2 separate regions of the Urocitellus parryii genome follow, and region 1 is linked to region 2. A link is a contact called in public Hi-C data. All regions are on one chromosome and are shown on one strand. The core of a region is the stretch at or near the end of the contact, and the rest is flanking DNA. Distances in the headings are between cores, read along the strand shown.

The links. Hi-C and Micro-C count contacts between places; a contact is called where the count stands out from the background.
Region 1: a Hi-C map of muscle shows a contact between it and region 2, with 3 times the contacts expected there. The contact joins the promoter of Trim32 here to the promoter of Pappa in region 2. A contact is called at or near these places in 2 of 2 Hi-C or Micro-C datasets (liver and muscle).

What each region holds. Positions count from the first base shown.
Region 1 is chr4:194,006,702-194,013,595 of mUroPar1.hap1, forward strand. It overlaps Trim32 (tripartite motif containing 32), which reads left to right and starts at 1,772. Exons shown (of 2, transcript XM_026393330.2): 1 at 1,772-1,816. All of the region lies in intron 15 of Astn2 (astrotactin 2), which reads right to left.
Region 2 is chr4:193,538,469-193,545,151 of mUroPar1.hap1, forward strand. Pappa (pappalysin 1) reads left to right here and starts at 3,649. Exons shown (of 22, transcript XM_026393335.2): 1 at 3,649-4,069. The coding sequence starts at 3,649.

The DNA.
Region 1 (6,894 bases), core at 522-3,021, 470 kb after region 2:
ACTTAAGGAACTGAAGGAATTAATTGTAACATGAATATCTACGTAGTGCCTGATATATTATGGTGCCCAAAACATGGCCAACACTTAATTGAGTGATCCCAGTGAGTCATTTTGCACTTAACTCCAGGCCAGTCAGGCAATTTGATTTGCCTAAGGTCACAATTCTGAGTCTGCTTTATTTACTCAACAAATTTTATATGCTGGGCATTGTGCTAACAGATATGACTACAAACAGGCAATGTCCTTCAGGGAAGTTCATATCCCACAGGTAAAGATGACAGGCAAAAGAATAAAGACCAACCTGTATGTGGTTTGTGAAAAACGATCAGAGTTAGAAGCAGGTACATAGGAAAGTAGGAAGTGTAAATACCCCTCCCTCCTGTTCCCCGAGGTTCTGTCTATATCCACCAGAGGCCAATTTTGACCAAAATCTGTTCCAGGCCTTTTAGTCTCCAATGCGGCTCCCTTCTCCATCTAGTTTTGACTCAATCTATTTTTACCCTGCCTGTTCAAACTCCATGCGGCCCTGAATTGCAAGTGCACTGTTGGTCTCAGGTATTCAAGGAGGCCATGAAGTATGTCAAGTATTAACTTCCTGTTTTCCCAATATCTGAAATGCTAGGGATTATGGATCCAGCAGCCCTGAATGGGTAAGAGCCAATTACAATTTTTAAAAAACTTCCATTAATTGACGATCTAAATTCATCCTCATAGCAAAATCTCACCTTCATTTACAGATAAAGAAATGGGGAGAATGGTTACACAAGATTAAGAAGTTGAATTTTCAGGATTGGGTTTAACTCTTAGGTTCTGACAGGTAGTACCTGGTGGCCTTGTTATTTAAACTTGGCATCATTAATCTTCTCTCAAAGAGTAGTTCTGAGGATTAAATGAGCTATGGAGGTGAATAACTTAGTTGTCACCAGTCAGCAAGTATTGTCTGTAGTTTTATCATTATGCACTGTCACATAGCAAAGCAGAACTTCAAAACCAGCACATACTACTTCAAACTCCCCCTTCACTCTTAAACTGTACAGTATGGTCACCTTCAGGAGCAGGTAACTGGCTCCAAGCTATTTTAGGGATTGCAGGTCCTGGCCACCCAGTAGATCAGCCTTTACCTGGTAAGACTTCACCACCCACCCGACTCCCCAAAGCCAGACTCGGGTTTGGGTTTCGGAGTAGCTTCAGTCTGCGAGGACAGAAGCTGTAGTGTTTCCCCATCTCTCTCTCTGCTGTCGGTCTCCCAGCTGAGTAGAAAAAACTCTCCTTTCCAGGAGCAGCTTTTTGCTCAGATAATGGCTCTAGTAAAGGGTGTGTCACGAGCAAAAACAGAGAGCTTGATGTAGGGAGTTGGGGTTCTGGGCTTGTCTTCCCTTGTGCCATTTCGCAGATGGGAAAGCTGAGGCTCCGAGGGCCTTTCTGTGAGGCGCTAAGGCATTCTTGGAAACTACCAACTGAAGACAGTTTACAGAAGAAGCCGACACGGAGTCAAACCCGGAGCTCTGGATTGGTTTCCGTCTCCCTGAGTGAACTAGACTCCTGTTGCGAGTGGGCCTCAGTTTCCTCATCGGTCGAAAGGAGACAGGAAGGAAGCTGAATAAAACGATGTTAGCCCCACTGCGCCACTGGGCCCAGAGCGATCTGCCCTCTGGCCTACAAGCCCCAGCATGCCTCGGGGCGGGGAGGAGCGCCATGACGGACAGGCGGCTCTGCGAATTGGAGCCCGATAAGGGGGCGTGCGGCGGCGCGTGCGCAGTGGGCGGCGGGCGGGTGGGCTGGCGGTGGTGGACGCGTTGGAGCCGCGGGCGGTCAGGTAGGGGGCGGGAAGGAGGGCAGGGGACCAGGGACCGCAGCCGGAGTCGCGGGCGGTGTTTGAGCGGCTGGGCGGGGACCCACGCCCCAGTGGCAGGGTCTGGGGAACGGATCCGAGAGGCAGGACGCGGTGGGGGTGGGGCTGCGAGGGGCAGGCTCGGGAGGGATTGGGGCTAGAATCGCAGGAGATGCAGCTGGGGGAGGGGAGCGAGTGGTTCTGCGAAGATTCGCAGTCGCAGCGTCTCGGTCTCGGGAGGTATGAGGTAATGTGGGGGCCCCGAAGACAGCCGGGTGCAGCATCTGGGTGATGGGAGGGAGTCTGAGGCCCCCAGTAGGATCTGGGTGCAGAATTTTAGAAACGTGAAGGAACTGGGGAGCCTTGATGAGATTCCAGGGAATGTAGGAGCGCTAGGCGTTTGCGGGGTAGGGGGCAAGGTCTAAGATCCGGTCTAGGGCGATCCTTGCTAAAGAGAAAGGAATTTCCGGATTAAGGTCTGGGAGAGATCGAGGGGTGAGTTCCTAGGGGAATCTGTAAGAAGCAGGATCTATGGTGTAGCAGGAGACCTGGCTAAGGTTTGAAAGCAGCACGTGAGGCAGGGTCAATGAAAGAAGGAGGAGTATGGTTTGCGTGCTGCACTGTTCCTGATGGAGTTGAGCGCTCAGATGAAAGGAGGGAGGAAATTTAAGGTGCAGGATTGGGGTGTTGAGCTGAGAAGAAAGGTTGAAGGCTACAGAGATTTGGAAACACGGATTAAAGAATATGTCAGAGGGATTTAGGGCACATGAGTGAATAATTCATGAGGTTTGCAAGGTTGCAATGTACAGTGCAAAAGGTTGAAATTCTATATTGTGAGTTGGGAACGGGATTTGGAGAGGATTGAATGCTGGGGTGGGGATGTTGTAACTGGGCTATAGAATTAAAGGCCTCTGGGGAGATTTGTGGGTTGGTATCTTAGACTACTAAAGGAATTCTGAAGTCTCTCATGGGAAGTGGAGTTCTGGATAACCAAGGACCTAAAAGTAACCTGTGAAACTATATATGAGTGTATATGTATGAAGTTTTGCATAGTCATGGGTTCAGAAATAAAGTCATAAGTCTTAAGAGAATCTGAATGTGATATTCCCTGAAGGTGGGTGTGGGCAGAATCTTCCTCTATTGAGACCTCTTATCCTGAGACACTGAGACTCCATCTGATTACTCCATTGCTGAAAGTGTTAAGACTTTGGGGAAGAAGAGTAGTCAAGGGTGAGGGGTGAAGCAGGGAAACTTCCCTTTTTCTGTACCCCCAAGCAGTTATAGTAGATGTATGAGATCTCTAGGGAATTGAGTGGACCATTATCTCAATCTGTTAATCCCAAAAGGTCTATTCTAGCTTAAAGAGGAAGTGGCTCTGTGAATGAGGTTTTTGGGCTGGAAGAGAAACAAAGGAAAAATCATGTATTGAAGAGCATTTAGCCCTATGCCATGTTATAAAGCAGTGTTTTTTAAAATTTATTTTTATTGCTGCATTATTAAAGCAGTGATTTTTTTTTACCAGGGTGATTTGGTTCCTCAGAGGCAATGTATGGAAACATTTTTTAGTTGTCACAGTGGGATGGGGATACTATTGGCCTCTAGTGGTAGACACAAGAGATACTGTTAAATGGCCCCCACAAAGTAAGCATTTTTTGGTCCAAAGTATAGTCCTAAAATTGAGGAACCTTGTTCTGAAGTCAAATATTCTGGGTTCAAATGTTGGCCCTATTTCTTCCTGACTTTGTGGTTTCGAATGACTTAACAGAGTAAAGGCACTCAGAGGTTTTCAGTAAAATGGGGTCAATGACAGGATTTATGCCATAAGATTTTTGTGAGGATTTAGTGAAGTAAATTAGGGTGCCCAGTGTCTGATACATGGTACTCCAAATTTATTAATTTTTAGTTCTTATATGTACTTTCTTGCTTACTTTTCATAACAATTCTTCTAAGTAATCTCTGCTGTACACAGTTTTACATATGAGCAAACTAAGGTTTAAGAAGTGACTTGTCCAGTGTCCATAGGTAGGAATAGCAGTTAAGCCATTCCTGTAACTTCATATATTCCCTCTTTCCTTAGTCTTATTTTCTAAGCCCATTCTCCTTTATTGAAAAGGAGGATTGCTCAGTTAGTATCACTGAATATTAGGTTAAACTCTAAAGGTGGGTAAATCTCTCCAGATTAAGTAGGGAGGAACTCTGTACTTTGTTCTTGGTTTGCTGTTAGACCTGGACCTTGAATAGATAAAGGGAGGTGCTTGAGGATAGCAAGGAAAAAGACTTGCAAGGGACTACACAATAAGGTTTGGAGGCCCTTGGCTTGAAAAAACACGAAATATGATATGTCAAGAGCTCTGTAAGGTTTTGAACAACCAATTAAAAAAAAAAAAAAAAACACCTCATTGCAGGGCCTCAGGCGAAAATCAACCATACTGTGAAGGAGGGTGACTACTGTTCTCAATGATCTCTTTTCGGCTTCTTTCCTCTGGGAGAGAATAGTAGTAGCATTGGCTCTATCAGCTCCAAGACTAGCTACAGCATTGCCAAAGCCAGTTTAGAAACAAAGCTGGACTGGATCTGAGAGCCAAGACTTTGCTGGAATACCCACACCCACCCCCAGCGAAAATATGTAACAGGAATTGAGTAAGCCTTGGAATCAGAAGCTAGAAGTATAACTGCTTTGCTTATTTTCTGTGTGATCTTGGTCAAGCACTTGTCAACCTCAGTTTATTAAAAATACAAATAAAGTGCTTAGTATGTGCATTATCTCAGTAAATCCGGTCAGCAATCTTGCTGATAATCTTTTATTCCTTATTTTGGTAAATTAGAAAACTAATAGGTTTAAATGACTTACTAGGCTACACACAAGTGGCTAAGCAGAGATGCAAGCCCGGATCCATCTCCTAAATTAGATTATACTAGTTTTATTAAAAGAGCCCTGTGCCTATGTCTGGAGAATGGTTAGAAGCAAACATTTATAAGCTGTTTTTTGTTGTTGTTCTGGTACTGGGGATTAAACCCAGGAGTATACTGTGCCACATCCCCAGCCCTTTTTATTGTTTGAGACAGGTTCCTCACTAAATTGCCAAACTGGCCTTGAACTTGTGATTCTCCTCCCTAGTTGCTGAGTACAAGGCTCTTGAAGTGGACTATTTTCTATACACTGATGTGATCCTGCCTCTGTTTTTTTCTATGGTCGAACAATCAGATTTAAGTCAGTTTATTTTAGTTGTTTCCAGGTTCCCTGAATGCCCTGAGTAATGCCAGATTCTGCCTGGAGGTAATGGTAGTCTAGTCAGCTGGGGAAGTGTAACACATCATTTGAGTCAATGTGGTTTTATGGCTGGGAGTTTACACATGAGTATTTGGGTCCCTGATCTCCTACTTAACTGGCTTTGAGATCTTGGACAGGTTACTTTTCTTGGAGCATTGTTTTCTTTACTTATAAATAACAGTCTTTACATAGTTTTGAAAATAAGAGTTATGTATCAAAGGTACCTGAAATTCAATAAATAGTTGTTTCACGAAAGATTGCAATTATAAAACAAAGTTAAAGCTGGAATGTTGTTTTCCCAGGTTTGAATGACCCTAATGTGGTCTTTGTCAGTATCAACCAAGTTCCTATCACCAGTTGTACTTTTCCCAGTGTCTGCTTCTTGATCCTTTAATCAAGGTGGGTGGGGGTGACCTCATGATTAAATGAGCATGTATCATATGAAAAGAAAGGAACTAAAAGAAAGAGTTGGATGAGTTCAGTTGAATTGGACCTTCCCCAGAAAAGGTTGTTGACTTTTCCCTTGTTTGTATTCTTTGAGTCAGATTGGCAGCATAGGTATTACCAAAATATTTGTAGACCTTTTTTTTTTTTTTTTTCCTTGCTCCTGGTGATTGAACCGAGTCCCTGACCTATTACCCCAAGCAAGGGATACTTTTTAACTCTGACAGTTTTTGAGAAAGTCAGAAACAAAGGTCAGACTGTTCTTTTTTCCAGCAAACCCTATTGTTGATTTAACCTATCCTTGACTTGTTTAGCAAAAGCTTCTTTTTTCACAAACATATTTTAGAAATATCCTGGGATGTTACTTATGTGTCCCACACTGGTGCAGCTTTGGGGACATTCCTGTGTCTCACTATAAGCCCCTACTTTTCAGTTTATTTTAGTTGTTTCCAGGTTCCCTGAATGCCCTGAGTAATCTAAATTTAATCAGAATTTTCTTCCACACAGATAATTAGGTGACTATCAGGTGGTAACTGTAGTCTTGCTAGTATGTGACCATTGTGGCATGGAGATAATTATGGAATTGAATAGCATTGTGTTAAAGTGTATGAGGAATAAATATAATTTAGAAAGCTGACATAAAAGGAAGTGTCATAAACTACAAAAAAAGGAGTGTGTTAATAGTACAATATAGAATAGACTTTATGTCTTGTGAAAGGAAATATAGTATTTAGACATTGTCTAGTTTTTGGGTGAAAACTCTTGTTTCTTTTTTTCTAAAAAAAAAAAAAAAAAAAAAAAAAGTATTTCCAACCTTGCATAGGTCTGCACTCAATTTAGGTGCTCAGAAAAATGTGTTGAATGAATTGCCTAGGGATCTTTTGCATGTTCCAAGCCTATAAGAGGCTGATAATGTATATAGGATATGGAGACCTCTAGACAACTACCACATGATAGACAACTCAAGTATTGGATGAACACTTGAAACCTTGGGTCATCTGACTTTTGATTGTATAATCAAGAAAAACAATCTCCAAGAAGGCTCAGAATTTTATTATTTAAATCATGTATCTGATGCCTTAGGTACAGTCTGCCTATTGAAAAAGGCCTATTCATTTCGTCTTGTAGGCTGGGTGGTAGTGGCAGGCAGTTGCTGCTGCTTCTGTTGTCACTGCTACTAATAACAATAAAAGCTATTTTTTGCACAGTTAATTGTATGCCTGGCTTAGTACTGTACTAAGTGCTTTACATACATAAATCTCATTTAATTTTTATGATAACCTTGTGAAGGAGGTACTATTCTAAAGCCCCTTTTCATGGATAAAAAAACTAAAAAAAAAAAAAAAAA
Region 2 (6,683 bases), core at 2,399-4,898:
TCAGATTTGGAAGTGATCTTAGGAATCTTCAATTCCTTCCCTTTCACTTTACATAAAAGCAAAGTGAGATCCAAAGATCTCACACAAATCAGAATTAAACGGGGAGTCACCTCTTTTTTTTTTCTTTCATTCCTTTCTCTCTCTTTTTTTCCCCAAAATTGAACCCAGTAGCACTTAACCACTGAGCTATATTCCCAGCCCATTTTATTTCCATTTTATTTTATTTTTTATTCTGAGAGAGGATCTCACTAAGTTGTTTAAGGTCTCCTTAAGTTGCTGAGGCTGGCTTTGAACTTGCAATCCTTCTGCCTCAGCCTCTGGACCTGCTGGGATTACAGGTGTGTGCCACCTTGCCCAGCAATCACCTGACTCTCAAATTGTTGTTCCTCTACTACAAATGATGAAAAGACAGGGAATAAATCCATGAAAGATCAATTGATGCAATTTAAAAAAAAAAGGGATAGCAGCACATGGTAGATTATATTATACATCAATACATAAAAAGGTTATGCATAAGTCATTGATTAGAAAGAGTTACCAGCCAAAGGTTAGGATTCATCTAAGTCTTTGCACCTCAACCAAAAATAAATAAATACAAAAATACATACATAAAGAATAAAAGTGGCTTCCAAGAGAGGAGGGGCCAAACAGTATAATTGCAGGGCCAATGAATAAATGAGCAAAAGGCTTTGCCAAATGCTCCCTGTATATTTAGGGAATGAGGCCAAAGAGCTCAATGACTTATAAGATATGGCTGTTTCGTCCCTTCCTTTTTCTGCCGCCATAAGTTGTCCTCCTCAATATTTGTTTGTCTATAAGAACCTAAAGGGAACTTTGTTCTTGACAGGACTGGAATAAATGATATTTAAATGCCAGTTCTATACTTCAGAGTATCATGTCCCAGAGCATATTCTGTCCTCAAAATAAATTTGGGAAGTAGATATTCCTATTTGAAAGGTAAGGAAATGGAAGGGTAGAGAAGTGAAAGTACTCCTTCAAGGGCAGGATTCGGGTATGTGCTGGAGTTAGACTGGAGTAGAAGTGAGAGTGTCTGTTTTCCCTCCTGGCTGGAGAGTTGAAATCCCCAAAGTCTAGGAATATTAAAAACTATTGAACCCAATGACTTAAAAGCCCCCTTGAAGATACACAGTTTCCAAATGCTTAATGGCCACCACTGAAGTCCATCTGTACTCATGTTCCAACTTCTATTGGAGAGGAAGGGAAATTCTGAATGACATAATTTATGCAGTTCAACATAGCTCTTTTCTTATTGAATGACAACCTTGTGACTTCTATAGGTGACTGGAGTAGCAGGAAGTCAAAGATTTGCTAAGATGAATTCCTTATCCGTATCATTGTGCACCCAGGGTCCTTTATTCTTCTAGCCAGCCTCTGAAAACTCATTTAGAATATACTGTGATTTTTCATTTTATAGCTGGAGAACTAGAGTTCAAACTTCTTAGCTTAAGATTACATAGCAAGTTCTTCCCAAACCAGAAAGATCTGAATCTGGGATCTCCTGTTTTCAAAATGGTTCCATGATTCCCACAGAGCACATTCCAGCTTTTATAGAGGGGATGTCTGAGTCGTTTGCTCATCTTACAAATCTTTATACTTTTACCAGCACACATTCTCCACTGGTTTTCTCTCTCCCTGAAGCATGTAGCAATGATCCCAGACCTCAGGAAGGATCTGGAGCAGCCCTGAGGACAGGCGCACCATAGGGATGAAAGTCACAAATTAGTGGCATTAATTTCACATCAGGTTTCCAGTATGCTATCCACATGCAAACCTCACACAGCATATTTTTATCACTACATTATTTGGATAGACTGGTAACTAATAATTTGTAATCCACCACTGCTAACTCATTTTGACTTATTAAACACTTTGGAGGGGGAAAAAAAAAGAAGAAGGAAACTGTTTTGCCATAAGGGGGAGCTTTTGAGTTCCATAAAGAGGGGGGAAAAAGAAAAAAAAAATATTACATATATGTCCCAGTTCAAAAACAGATTTACAAAACAGCAAATGGCCAGATCCTTTTCTGTGACTTGGACAATAACAGAGAACCACAATTGCTTAGGTTGAAATTAGGTAAACTAATGTTTTGCTCTCTTGTTGTTTGTATAATATTAAAATAATTCTTAACCACCAACAGAATATTTTTAAGAGTATTCAGGGGAATTCAGAGACCCAGTTTCGCTGGGTCTACAGCTTCTGAAAGACAGATGTCCTGGAAAATGCCTTTCCCTCTGCTGTCTTCTGATGACTCCATGATAAATTTGGGAACAACTAGGGTTAGCTACAACTGGCCACTCTTGGGGCTCCGGGAAGAGGGGGGCCCTTCATCACTACACTGTGGAACTTCAGGAAAATTCTGAGAGGGAGAAGGAAAAAGGGAGGAAAGACTGGGAAGGTAAGAGAGAAGGGAAAGAGGAAGAGAGAGGAATGGAACAGGGGGTGAGGGAGAGAGAGAGAGAGAGAGAGAGAGAGAGAGAGAGAGAGAGAGAGAGAGAGAGAGAGAGAGAGAGAGAGAGAGAGAGAGAGAGAGAGAGAGGTGTAAGAGGAAGGAGGAGGAGGGAGGGAGAGAGAGGTGAGAGAAAGAAAAAGGGAGAAGAGAAAGATGGAGAGAATATTTTTAAAATTTGAGAATCAAGTTTCAAGACGCTTTATGTACTATGGAAAAGGATGAGGTTTACCAGCAAAGTGCAAAGGGGATCCTGAGAGAAGAGATAGGTTTTTCTCCGGCCAGGAGGAAAAAAAAAAAAAAATCAGGGGAGCGGGCGGAGGGGGAGTGATGAAGAAGGGGAAAAAAAACAAGCAAAACAAAACAAAAACAGGAATGTGTGTTTTGAACAGGAATGAGGAGAGCTGGGAGGACCATAAGGGGGTGTGTACAGAATTTATTAAATTGTTACTTTAAGATTGTCTTCTTTAAAAAAAAAAAAAAAAAAAAAGAGGGGTGGGGGGGTGGAGAAGCAGGAGCGAAGGAAAGGAGGCAAATGGCAAAGTGGAGGAAGGCTGGGTAGCTCGGCCTCTCCAAACCGATTGATTAGTCATGATCCCCGCAGTTTTAACAGGGACTCATTCAATTGAGAAGGTGGAGCGCTCGGGAGCAGATTAGCTTACGCTTGTTTACTCATCTTCTGAGGGATTTTTTCCCCCCTCTTTCCTTTCATTTTGTGAAGAAGGAGGGAGGGGAGGGGGGACTGGGGGGGGGAGAAGGGGGCTGTGGCTTGTGTTATAAAGGACGCAAAAAATAAATAAATTAGAGCATCTTTTGGGGGGGAGGGAATTCAGCGGATCAGTGTCTTAGAGGAGCTTTTTTTTTTTTTTTTTTAGAGCGAGAAATCATATAAAATAAAATGAAATAAAACAAGAAGGAAGGTAACCAGCTGTTAGAGGGGGAAATAAGGCAGATAAAGGAGCGGGGAGAGAAATTAATTGCCAACCAGGAGGAGTTGGACTGTATTTTTCAAAGGTGGGGGGAGTGGAGCACACACCTTGAGGAGGAAAGCGAGAAAGAAAAGAAAAAAGCAAGTGGAAGGGGGGCTCGCCCAAGAAGGGTGAACAAGAAGAAAGCTCCCAAAGCTGGCAGCTCCGGGCGGCGGTGCAGGGGCGAAGGGGGGGCGGGGGGGACCGTCGGACATGCGGCTCTGGAGTTGGGTGCTGCGCCTGGGGCTGCTGAGCGCCGCGCTGGGCTGCGGGCTGGCCGAGCGCCCCCGCCGGGCCCGGAGAGACCCGCGGGCCGGCCGCCCCCCGCGCCCCGCCGCCGGCCCGGCCACCTGCGCCACCCGGGCGGCCCGCGGCCGCCGCGCCTCGCCGCCGCCGCCGCCGCCGCCGCCGCCGGGCGGTGCCTGGGAAGCCGTGCGCGTCCCCCGGCGGCGGCAGCAGCGGGAGGCGAGGGGCGCCGCCGAGGAGCCGAGCCCGCCGAGCCGGGCGCTCTATTTCAGCGGGCGCGGCGAGCAGCTGCGCCTCCGGGCCGACCTCGAGCTGCCCCGGGACGCGTTCACGCTGCAAGTGTGGCTGCGAGCGGAGGGGGGCCAGAGGTCCCCGGCGGTGATCACAGGTAGGCGAGGGCGCCCAGACGGGCGCTGCACCGTCCCCGTGGCCCTTGAAGCGCGCGGGTGCCTGGACGCGGGTGGCGGGCGGGTCGGGGGCTTGCGGGTGTGTCTGTGGGGCAGCCACCTCGGGAGCCTCACTTTGTCCCATCTGAGGAATGGGCACACGGGGAAGGTGTCGCTGCCTGCCCCCCCCCCAGCCACCGCGAGCAGAGTGGGGAGCGTTCCAGGCGGCTGGAGACCCTGAGTCGGGGAGGGCTAGTCCCCGGGGAGCCTAGCGCACGGAAGCAGTTCTCTGCATTGTCAGACGGACTCCGTCTGGGTTGGAGAGGGAGGGGAGGATGACCCAATTGGGTTGCATGTAAAAGGAAGCTAGGGGACCTTTGATTTCTCTGACTTTTTGGTGGAGGTAGCCCCCTGGATTGGCCCCTTCACCCTGGAAGCTGGCAGGGACAATGTTGTTGTGATCACCAGACTTAGAAGTCCTCGAAGTGCCCCAAAGTCGCTCTGTTTGAAACCTGCCTCTGGGGTCCACCTCCCTTGTCCCCCAAGTCCCCCAACACACACCGCAGCCCCACGCACTGTCCTCCCATATCTTTGCTTTTAAAGCCCGCTGCCTGCCACTCGGAATTGGGGAGAGACCTTCCTAACACACACCCCGCCAGCTTTCTCCAGACCCCGCTGCGAAATGGGGCGCTTTTCTCATTTGGGACTTTTATGAGCCCGTAATGAATTTGAGTTCTCCCTCCTTACCCTCCCTCTCTCTCCCCTACGCAGCAAAGCCCATAGTGAAACCGGACACTTAGCGAGGGTTGCAAACCTTAGAAATGCGCCAACATTCATTTTTCCCCCTCTAAATGAATCTGTGGAAATGCCTTTAATAAAACTGGGGGGTGGAGGGGGCGGCGCTGGAGGAGAGAATGAAAGTTTTGCTTCTTCGTCTGGGAGATTCCCTTTCTGCACACTCTTGCCATGTCCTGGGACGTCTTAAAGTGAGAGTAGGGGTTCCCCCTTCGCTGCAAGCCAGCAAACGTGTGGAGGCGTTTTGCGATCCCACCCCCTTACACACACTTTCTTAGAAGGGGAAGCTCCGAGAGCTCTTCGGACAGTCAGCTTCTTTCTCGCCTTGGCTTGGACTTTTTTCTGACAATGTGCTGACGATCCTATTTCCATGAAGTCCACTTCAGGGAACCCAAACTCTGCTGCTGTACCAAAAAGATGTCCCCTCAAAGCCCGAACTTTCCAGCTACCAAACGAGAGCTAGAACTACTCCCCCAACACACACAACTGACGTCATCGTCATCCCTTGCTATTTTTCCTTTTTTCCCCCGGGAAAGGAGAAGGAAACCGGGCTCACTCGCTTTTAGCTCCCCTAGTCAACCAGAGCAGGATATAATATGGAACAGAAGAGGCAGTATTCAAAATAATAATGACGACAGTGATAATTCAGGGATTGGTGTGTACTTCTCCTTTTTTATACATATGAAAAGCAGTCTGCTGCTTGGAGGTGATTTAAAAAACAACAACAACAAAAAATAGACCTGTTTTTTTCCGAGCCTTTACCTGTCCTACTGGTGATTTGGAGCATTTCCCCTCTGAAGAGGAGAACCCAGAGTTATTTAGGTATCATAAGTGAAGGGGTATATGTATTTGTGTGTATGTGTGTGTGTACACACACACACACACACACACACACACACACACACCTGGGATTCCACGGGATTGCTTTATGTGTCTGTAACTCAGACAAGGGTCTCTTCACATGCGTACTCTTGATACTCATTCACTCTTTTCACACAAAGATTGTTGCAGTAAAATACTTTAATTGGATGGAGGACGTTAAGCTATTATTGCTTGTATAAAATGCCTGGTCCATTTTATGTGTGGAAATAACATTCCTCTCAAAACGAGAAAAAAAAAAAAAAAGGCACTGCTGTCGTGTAGCCCCAGAAAGCTAGGAGCTTTTCTCCGGAGGATTCTGGTGGATTTTTTTTCCCTCCCCTACTTGAGTCTGAGCCAGATTTGGCGGTGTGTAAACACCTGGCCCAGAGCCAGAAAAGACTCCTTCTGCAGTATCCTCTACACGGTACAGACTGTTGGAGGAAAAAGAACCTGCTTCTCCTTGAATTAAAAAGCAAACAGAAGTGCTTTTCCAGCTCCCTCCTGGGTGTATGCTGGGGCTGGGAGAGGCTGGACACTCAGGTGGGTGCAGGAAGTCCATCCTCGCACAGGGACCTCAGGTGCCTAGTTGGCTGCCTGACCTCTGCTGGCTTTCTCTGGCTGGGGGTCACCACTTTCGCAGGAATCCCTGGTCACCTATCTTGAGAGCAGTCATCGCTCAGCAGGGACTACACTGCTATTTCGGGCAGAGGGCTGCTTGCTGACTTGCTGTCAGGCCAAGCTGCCTTACATCACTCTTTGCTGCAGGATTCAATTGGGTTTCATAAAGGTCTAATTTTACGGTGCTGTTAACCAGGTCTGTCATCTGCCAGGGGCAGCCCTTGCCACGCCTGGGGTGCTTCCTGATCTGCTGGCCTGGGGTGCTATTTCCACCCAGGTTCAAACTTTAGGGACACCAGTTCAGGCCCTCTCCTGAGAGGCAGGGGAAACAGTGAAGGAGCA